2 separate regions of the Sus scrofa genome follow, and region 1 is linked to region 2. The links are chromatin contacts, called in public HiChIP or PLAC-seq maps. All regions are on one chromosome and are shown on one strand. Each heading gives the region's core, a stretch centred on a gene start, on an enhancer-like site or on the middle of the called end of the contact. The rest is flanking DNA. Distances are from core to core; before and after follow the strand shown. Region 1 has its middle 340 kb from the start of CD180. Region 2 has its middle 110 kb from the start of CD180.

Region 1 (5,235 bases), core at 2,206-4,705, 230 kb before region 2:
AAATAAACTCAAAATGGCTGAAAGACTTAAATATAAGACAAGATACCATCAAACTCCTGGAAGAGAACAGAGGCAAAACATTCTCTGACATCAACCTTAGGAATGTTTTCTCAGGTCAGTCTCCCAAAGCAACAGAAATAAAAGCAAAAAGAAACCAATGGGACCTAACCAAAGGACAAGCTTTGGCACAGCAAAGGAAACCAAAAAGAAAACAAAAAGACAACTTACAGAATGGGAGAAAATAGTTTCAAATGATGCAACTGACAAGGGCTTAATCTCTAGAACATTCAAGCAACTTGAACAACTCAACAGCAAAAAAGCCAACAACCCAATTGAAAAATAGGCAAAAGACCTCAATAGACATTTCTCCAAGGAAGATATGCAGATGGCCAACAAGCACTTGAAACAACGCTCAACATCCCTAATTAGTAGAGAAATGCAAATCAAAACTACCATGAGATACCACCTCACACTAGTCAGAATGGTCATCATTAATAAGTCCACAGGTAACAAGTGCTGGAAGGAGTGTGGAGAAAAGAGAACCCTCCTGCACTGTTGGTGGGAATGTAAGGTGGTACAACCGCTATGGAGAACAGTATGGAGGTACCTTAGAAAACTATACATAGAACTACCACATGATCCAGCAATCCCACTCTTGGGCATATATCCACACAAAACTTTCCTTGAAAAAGACACATGCACCTGCATGTTCACTTCAGCTCTAGTCATAATAGCCAAGACATGGAAACAACCCAAATGTCTATCAACACACACACACACACACACACACACACACACACACACACACACACACAAGATAGAATACTACTCAGCCATAAAAAAGAATGAAATAATGCCATTTGCAGCAACATGGATGGAACTAGAGACTCTCATCCTGAGTGAAGTAAGTCAGAAAGAGAAAGACAAATACCATGTGATATCACTCATATCTGGAATATAATATAAGGTACAAATGAACTTTTCCACAGAAAAGAAAATCATAGACTTGGAGAACAGACTTGTGGTTGCCTGGGGGGAGGGGGAGGGAGGGGGATGGATTGGGAGTTTGGGGTTAATGAATGCTAACTATTGCTTTTGGAATGGATTATCAATGAGACCCTGCTGTGTAGCACTGAGAACTATGTCTAGTTAGTTATGACGGAACATGGTAATGGGAGAAAAAAGAATGTATACACGTATGTATAACTGGGTCACCATGCTGTACAGTGGGAAAAAAATATCGTGTTGGGGAAATAACAATAAAAAAAAATTCAAGAATCCTTTGGCTATAGATCAAAGATGCCAGTTCGAGTAATATTAAAATGAGGAAAAATTAAAACGCATTTCATGTCCTTGCTAAAGAACCAAAAAATGACTGCAAGTATTAAGACATCATAGACAAGTATTACAGGGCTCTGCTCTCTCATGCTGGGCACAAACCTCAGAGGTGTTTGGATTTCGTCTGTAGATGTCTATTTACAGACTCATTAGGGAAGATGGCTTTTAACAGGCTTTGCATCCTAGGTATGAAAAATTATTATTCAGCCAGTAACTTCCAAGCTTCAAATAATTAGCTATTCTTCCCTCATCTGGATATTGTCTTTTTGTCCTTTAGAATAAAACAACAACGTGACTGAACAGACATCCAAAGGCCATTTAATTACTGAGTATTGGAGCAGGAAGGGACTTCAAAAACTGCTTAGCCAACCCACTGTTTATAAGAAGGAAACTAAGACCCAGGAAAGTATCAATATCCTTTTGAAGGTCATGAGAAGGTAGGACTTGGGAGAAAGTTCCTATTATTCTTACTACATCAGCCATTTAGCAGGCAGCAGTGCAAAGGGCACTTACTGCAAGAAACGCCTGTCCTTGCCCAGAGACATCCCTGGCTGAGTCTGTCTATGAACTGAGCTATATCCCTCAACTTTTCTCTTTGACTCTGTGCCTTTGCACAGAAAGAGCCAGCAATCTGTTTTATCCCAGGAAAACCATCTGGAAGGGTTCCCCAGCAGCCCGCAGAGACGCACAAAGGCTTCCCAGGTGAGCCTGCCTGATCATCAGTCCTATCAGATCCTAGGGTGAGAGGGCAGGCCGGGTGGTGATTCTGTCATGAAATGTGCTAGGAAAGAACTAATATATTAGCCTATCAATGCCTTAAAATAGGCTGCCTGACTTTGTTGGACCTGGGCTATCTCCAGCTAGTTTGATCACTATTTCCATCCCCTTTATTTGTCTTTCTATATACTTATTATTAACATACAGAGTTATATTCTGTGGTATGCACCTCATGAATGTCTTCTGCCTACCTTGGTGGCTTCATTCAGCTTTCCCAATACAGATGGTGCTCTGCTTATGCTTACAGGTAAGCAGAGCTTCATTGCTGGAGGTGTTCTCTCATCACTCCTTGTATAGAATCCAGAATATCAGTTACTAAGACCCATGAAAAGTCATTGATGCTTGTTAGGAGTTGTGCTGTTAAGTTTCCTCCATAGGCTTTGGCAGGATAAAAACATCAGTTCCTTATTTCTATCACCCCCGCTAAAAAATAAAATTGCCACAAATGCTACACCAACATTTTTGTGTTTTCAGGCAACAAATACACATTTTTCACAGTGTAACATATATCATATCAAATATAATTCAACTGATCCTTACAAATATCAGTATTCTAGGTAAAGTGAAATCTCTTTTTCACTAACTCCTTCCTGAAGCCCAGTTCATTCATTCATATAAGCAAAAGTGAGTAGATTTAAAGAAAAACATCAAATCAATAAATACCAGTGCAAGTGATTTTAGATGCTGCAAAAATTGTGCAGTTGGAGCACAAGCGACTGAAGGTAGGAAAATACTCTCCCTGCTTCCCAAAAGCCTACAGCAAACTTTTTGATTTTTCTCTTGCTATTATTAGATTCACATATGACTAGGTAGTGAGTTGTTCAAAAAGCCAGAGTTACTGATGATTTTTATTTCTATATTATATTTGGAAATTCCTGCCCCTGTCTAAATACCTTCCTGATGATAACAGTATCCTATCAATAACCAATATGTGAGTTCAGTCCTCTTTGATTCTGAAAGCTGCCCTTAATCCCTTAAAAATCTTTTTGCATGTGGGTTTGGAGAAAAACAAGCAGCAATCTTGATCACAATTTATCTCTCCAATAACCTGACAACTGTTTCAAGGATTTCTAATGACACTTGTAATTGAGTGCAAAGAGCCTCCATGATGACTGGAGGGTGTTATTCCAATTTTTCATTTGACTAAAAGACTAGAATTTTTATAAAAATCTTGATATCTGTCATTAGTATCCTGGAAGGAGCTAAAAATTTACCCTGAAGCAAGGCTGTTTCAGCTGGGTCAGCTGTGTTTAACTGAACGAGTCTCTCTAAGTATCCATCCAGCCCTCCTGTCTCATGTCCATGGTTGGGACACAAGATGTACTGATGTTGCAATGGTATTAAAAATAAAATATCTAGGGAGTTCCCCTCATGGTACAGGGGAAATGAATCTGACTGAGAACTATGAGGTTGCTGCCCTAGATCAGTGAGTTAAGGATCTGGCAATGCTGTGAGCTGTGGCGTAGGTTGCAGACTCAGCTGGGATCTGGTGTTGCTGTGGCTGTGATGTAGGCTGGAAGCTATATTGGACCCCTAGCCTAGGAACCTCAATATTCCACTGGTGTGGCCCTAAAAAGTACAAAAAAAATTTTTAAATAAAATAAATAAATAAATAAATAAAAATATCTCCCCACAAGTTTAAACATGATCAAAAGCAACACTCATGTAACATGTGGACTTTCTATCCACCACACATGTTCTGTTCTGCCAACCTATCTACCAATAGAGGAGCTGGATAGCCTGAAAAATATATTTTTAGCACAAATTACCTTATTATAAATCAGTCAACACATCAAGGGAACAAACATTTTATTCCTTCTCTTTTCTCTCTCCCCTTCCCCCTCCACCCTCTGCTCTTTTTCTAGAACAGGAGTCCACATGAGTATTTATCTTATCCTTCAAAGTTCTTGCATTTTTATATTATCTTAAAACTTGGGAAAAATTCACAACTAAAGGCTGAGCAATCTCCACCCAAATGGACTGGCAACCTTGAAAAAGATACCCTACTCCAGAAGAAAAAGAAGAGGCCACATCAAAAGGTAGGAGGGGCAGTTTTGTGATATAAACAACCTCACACCTCTGGTGTGGGAAGCTTCCCAGACTGAAAACTAACTGGTTCACAGAGACTCACCTACAGGAGTGAGAGTTCTGAGCCCCACATCAAACCCTCACGTGCAGGGACCTGGAACTGGGAGAAAGAGCCCCTGGAGCATCTGGCATTGAAGGCCAGTGGGGCTTGTGTGAAGGAGCTCCACAGGACTGGGGGAAATGGAGACCCCATTCTTAAAAGGCACACACAGATTTGCACGTGCACTGGGTCCCAGGGCAGAGCGAGGTCTCCATAGGAATCTGGGTCAAACCTAACTACAGTTCTTGGAGGACATCCTGGGAAAAAAAGGGTGAATGTGGTTTGTTGTGAGGGACAGACATTGAAAGCAAAGCTCTGGAGAATATTCAGCAGCTAGCCTATCTCTGGAGGTGGCCATTTTGGGAAAATCTGACCCCACCCATCAATCAGTGCTGAGAAGCCCCAGGGCAAACAACAATCCAGGTGGGATCACAGCCCCACCCCTCAGTAAACAGGCTACCTAAAGACCCCCTCAGGCACACAGCTGCATCTAATCCCATCCAGAGACTAAGCCCCACCCACCAGAGGGATTAGAATCAGTTCCACCTTACAGCCGGCAGGCATCAGCCCCCCCCCAATCAGGAAGCCTACAGCGAACCCCCATACTGACTTCAGCTACAAGGGGGGCAGACATCAGATGTAAGAGAGGCTACAACTCTATTATCTGTAAAAAGGTCAACACACCAAAAACCTATAAAAATGAAAAGACAGAGAACTATAACTCAGATGAGGGAAAAAGGAAAAACCCCAAAAAATCAGCTAAGTGATGAGGAGATTCTCAGCATCCAGGAAAAAGACTTTAGATTGTTGATGAGAAAGATGATGCAAGACATTGGAAATAAACTGGAGGCAAAGATGGATAACTTACAGGAAACACTGACCAAAGAGATACAAGATATAAAACTTAAACAAGAAGAGATGCAAAATACAATAACTGAAATAAAAAAATTCACTAGAAGCAGCTAACAGCAGAATGAAGGAGGCAGAAGAAC
Region 2 (5,065 bases), core at 437-2,936:
GCATGGTATTAGAAAAATTTCATTATTTTCCATGTAGCTGTCCAGTTTTCCCAGCAACACTTATTGAAAAGACTATATTTTCTCCATTATATATTCCTGCCTCCTTAGCTGTATATTAGCTGACCACAGGTGTGTGGTTTATTTCTGGGCTTTCTATCCTGTTTCACTGATATATATTTCTGTTTTTATGTGAGTACCACACTGTTTTGATGACTGTAGCTTTGTATTATCAAAGCCTGATTCCTCCCGCTCCATTTTTCTTTCTCAGGATTACTCTGGCTTCACAGAATATTTTTAATAAATATTATATCACATATATCACATCCTTGCATGAACCTCAATGTTAACATTTCAAAAATAGTATATGGGAATAATCTTTATTCTTCTTTCAGTTTCAATATACCTTATGAAAGTGATAACTCCTACCAGTAGCAATGGCTTATTAGAACAGTGGTCAAGGATCAAGGATCCCCTCACTCCTACCCCCTATTCTGATCTTCACCAATATATAACATATCATGAAGGAACCAAAATTTACTTAAATATTCCTATACTGATCACACTTATTTGTGTGATTGTTCTCTTCCATATTTATTAATTGGTACAGCTCCTTGCTGTGGACATTTTTTAATAAATCATTCCTTTTTTCTTTTTCTTTTTTTTTTTTTTTTTTTTTGGTCCTTTTTAGGGCCGCACTTGCAGCATATGGAGATTCTCAGGCTAGGGGTCCAATTGGAGCTGCTGCTGCCAGCCTACGCCATAGCTACAGCAATGCCAGATCCTTAACCCACTGAGCAAGGCCAGGGATCAAACCCACAACCTCATGGTTCCTAGTCGGATTCATTTCCACTGTGCCACAACAGGAACTCCGAAATCATTCTTTTTTTCTTTTTCTTTTGGAAGTATAGTACTCAAAATAAGTGTGTAGCTTTTATTATACTATGCAAGATCACTGCCCAGAAAGGCTAGAACAATAGAGAGCCACTAACAAAGCACTTAATGTCTAGGTGGGCCTTTAGCCCAATAGGCTGGACTGGTTACAGTTATTTCTGCTAACTCAAGTTGTTGACATTTCCATTTTCTCAATTATTTTCAAAGTCATGTGATGTTTCACTGATTCTATTTCCTTCTACATAAACCACCAAGTATCTTTTAACAATTAGAAGTAACCTTTTTTTTTACAGCCATATCTACAGCATATGGAAGTTCTCAGGCCAGGGGATAAACTGCAGCTGCAGGGCTATGCCACAGCCATGTCAACCCCAGATCCAAGCCTCATCTGCCACCTATATCACAGCTTATAGCAACACCAGATCCTTAACCCACCAAGAAAGGCCAAGGATAAAACCCACATCACAGACCCTATGTCAGGTTCTTAACCAATAAACCACAACAGGAACTGAAAAAGTAAATTTTTATGTGACATAAGAGGAGATTCTGGAGACTTGGGACATGGTAGGGCTTACGTGCTCTGACTGCCAGGGGTAGAGTCCTAACCATCGCACCCAGGTCCTGAGAAGAAAGGGATGGAATAAGGGGAATTCTATGCCACACCAACCTGACCTTTTGCACAGAAAGCCACAGACCTCCACTTAAGAAAGGGAAATTTCCTCAACCTTTGTGCCAGTTCCCAAACCACAGATACAGCTAGTCATCTGCATGAGCCAGGATTTTCAAAGGCCTTTCAAACATGTCTCACAGCTCTCAAATTAATCTGACCACCCCCAATTTGCAAAGAAAGGAGCTGAGTCACAGAGGGTTTGGCTGACTGATTTGAGGGCCAAGAGGGTCTGGGCCATTGGCGCGAGAACTGGAGGCAAGAGGCAAAGCTTCTGAATTCCTGTCCCAGGCTAGAGGAAAAGAGGCCACTCTGCTTCTTTACTGTATCCATCAAGGAACAGACAACCAATTGTGATTTCCTCAATGCCCACAAAAGAGCAATGTGCTGCTTTGCCAACAGTGTGACCTGAATAAACTGGCTTTGTGCTGAGAGTCTGCTGAGCCCAGTTCTCTTCCCCAAGACAAGCAAAGTCCCTGCTTGCTCCCCAGCCATGTCATCTGCAAGCTGAATCTCAGAGGCAGTGGGAAGACTTCTCAGGCAGCTACAGATGCTTAGGGTATAGAGAGAGAGTCTTGCCTTCCATTTTCTGGAAGAATAAAATGAAAAATGCGTAATATATAAAAGTCAAGTTTTTTAGAAAAAAAAAAAGTAAATTAATCCCAATTTCTGAGTTAGACATTCAGATTCATTGATTCTCCAAAGGCTTACAGACAGTATCAAAACACTCTGTTGATGTAGTTGAACTCTCCCTCCCCACAAGTTGCTTAGCCAGCTTTTTGGCCAATATCCATGTAGGTTGTAGAATCACATTGTTGGTACCCAACAGTACTGTCGTTTGGTAATGAATGAATATTTTCTGAAAAAAGTCTGGGACTCTAAAAACCAGTTTTTCAATGGTCTGACTTCTCTATTTTGATTTTTTTATTAAAGTATAGTTGACTTAAAATGTTGTGACAATTTCTGCTGTAAAGTGACACCGTCATACACACATATACACTCCCTTTCTTATATTATCTTCCATCATGGTTCATCCCAAGAGACTGGATATAGTTCCCTGTGCTGTACAGTAGGACCTCTTTGCTAATCCATTCTAAATGTCGTAGTTTGCATCTACTAACCCCAAACTCCCAGTCTACCCCACTCCCTGACCCACTGTCTGCCTTGGCAACCTGACTTCTATATTTTGTAACATCTAGAAATGAGAGAAGAAGAGATCTGTCTGCTTCCAAATTAGCCCTTTCCACCTCATTGCAAGGCAATTCAGATGCTCCTTAAAGAGCTAGTCTCTTCTCCCATACAAATCCAAATGAGATTCTATTGTCTGGGTTTTATTTCATTTTCTGGCTATAACTGAAGAGATATATTTATTTTTAATGTTTTATTAAACAAAATGAAATAAGCAAAAAGTTTCTTTGATGTTGTCAAACTGATTAAATTTTCTTTTTTATTAAGATTTTTATTTTTTATTAGAGTTGATTTACAATGTTCTGTTGATTTCTGCTATACAGCAAAGTGACCCAGTCATACATACATACGTATATATGTATGTATGTATGTATGTATGTATGTATATGCGCACACACACATTCTTTTTTTCACATCCTCCATCATGCCCTATCACAAGTGACTAGATATAGTTGCCTGTGCTATATAGCAGGATCTCACTGCTTACCCACTCCAAATGCAATAGATGGCATCTCCTAACTTCAAACTCCCAGTCCATCCCATCTTCCCCCATGGCAATCACAAGTCTATTCCCCAAGTCCATCAGTTAATTGTTTTTTCTGTAGATAGGTACATTTGTGCCACATATTAGATACCAGATATAAGTGACATACGGTATTTGTCTTTCTCTTTTCTGACTTACTTCATTAAGTATGAGAGTCTCCAGTTCCATCCATGTTGCTGCAAATGGCATTATTTTGTTCTTTTTTATGGCTGAGTACTATTCCATCATGTAGATATACCACTCTTCTTAATCCATTCATCTGTCAATGAACATTTATATTGTTTCCATGTCTTGGCTATTGTGAATAGTGCTGCAATGAATATATGTAGGGGTGCATGTATCTTTTTCAAGGAAAGTTTTGTCTGGATATATGCCCAAGAGTGGGATTGCTGGGTCATATGGTAGTTCTATGTTTAGTTTTCTGAGGTACCTCCATACTGTTTCCCATAGTGGTTATGCCAATTTACATTCCCAACAACAGTGTAGGAGGGTTCCCTTTGTCTACACCATTTCCAGCATGTGTTATTTGTTGACTTGTTAATGATGGCCATATGAGGTGGTACCTCATTGTAGTTTTGATTTGCATTTCTCTAGTAATTAATAATGTTGAGAATTTTTCACATGCCTATTGGACACCTGTACATCTTCTTTGGAGAATTGTCTATTCAGATCTTCTGATCATTTTTCAATTGGTTTACTGGGTTTTTGGCTGTTGAGATGTATAAATTATTTGTATATTTTAGAGATTAAGCCCTCGTAGATTACATTATTTGAAACAATTTTCTCCCATTCCATAGGTTGTCTTTTTTTTTTAATGGTTTCCTTTGTGGTGCAAAAGCTTGTAAGTTTGATTAGGCCCCATTGGTTTATTTTTGTTTTTATTTCTGTTGCCTTAGGAGACTCACCTAAGAAAACATTTGTACAGTTGATGTCAGAGAATGTTTTGCCTATGTTCTTTTCTATGAGTTTGATGGTGTCTTTTGTTATATTTAAGTCTTTAAGACATTTTGAGTTTATTTTTGTGCATGGTGTGAGGGTGTGTTCTAGTTTAATTGATTTACATGCAGCTGTCCAGTTTTCCCAGCACCACTTGCTGAAGAGTCTCTTTCCCATTTCATATTCTTGCCTCCTTTGTCCAAGATCACCTAGGACAAACCCATAGGTGTCTGGGTTTATTTCTGGGTTCTCTGTTATGTTCCATTGGCCTGTCTGTTTTGGTACCAGTACCACACTGTCTTGATTACTGCAGTTTTGCAATATCGTCTGAAGTCTGAGAGAGTTATGCTTCCTGCTTGTTTTTTTTTTCCCCCTCAGGATTGCTTTGGCAATTCTAGGTCTTTTACAGTTCTATATAGATCAGAGAGGAAATCAATAAAATAGAAATTCAAAACAATAATAGAAAGAAAATCAATAAAAGAGTTGGTTCTTTGAAAGGGTAAAACAAAACTGACAAACCTCTGGCCAGATACACCAAGAAGAGGAAAGAAAGAACTCAAATAAACAAAATAAGAAATGAAAAAGGAGAAATTTCAATGGATACTGAAGAAATATAAAAAATTCATGAGTGAATACTATGAATAATTATATGCCAACAAATCTGACAACCTATAAGAAACTGACAACTTTCTAGAGACATACAGGCTGCCAAAACTGAGTCAAGAAGAAATAGATCAATTGAACAGACAGATCACTACAAATGAAATTGAATATGTCATAAAAAACACTTCATACAAACAAAAATCCAAGAGCAGATGGCTTCACAAGTGAATTCTACC

The links. HiChIP or PLAC-seq counts read pairs in DNA pulled down with a chosen protein or histone mark.
Region 1: an H3K27ac HiChIP or PLAC-seq map of alveolar macrophages shows a contact between it and region 2. The contact joins two enhancer-like sites. A contact is called at or near these places in 1 of 47 Hi-C or Micro-C datasets (embryonic fibroblasts) and 1 of 2 datasets of contacts at active chromatin or transcription factors (alveolar macrophages).

What each region holds. Positions count from the first base shown.
Region 1 is chr16:45,929,206-45,934,440 of Sscrofa11.1, reverse strand. No RefSeq gene overlaps it. Among named protein-coding and RNA genes, the nearest start is that of CD180, 340 kb to the right of the region's middle. Within about 2 kb of position 3,455, at least 1 of the 83 cell types and tissues checked has an H3K27ac peak or open chromatin away from gene starts, as enhancers often do. A contact at or near this core is called in alveolar macrophages, where this site is marked.
Region 2 is chr16:45,692,807-45,697,871 of Sscrofa11.1, reverse strand. No RefSeq gene overlaps it. Among named protein-coding and RNA genes, the nearest start is that of CD180, 110 kb to the right of the region's middle. Within about 2 kb of position 1,686, at least 10 of the 83 cell types and tissues checked have an H3K27ac peak or open chromatin away from gene starts, as enhancers often do. A contact at or near this core is called in alveolar macrophages, where this site is marked.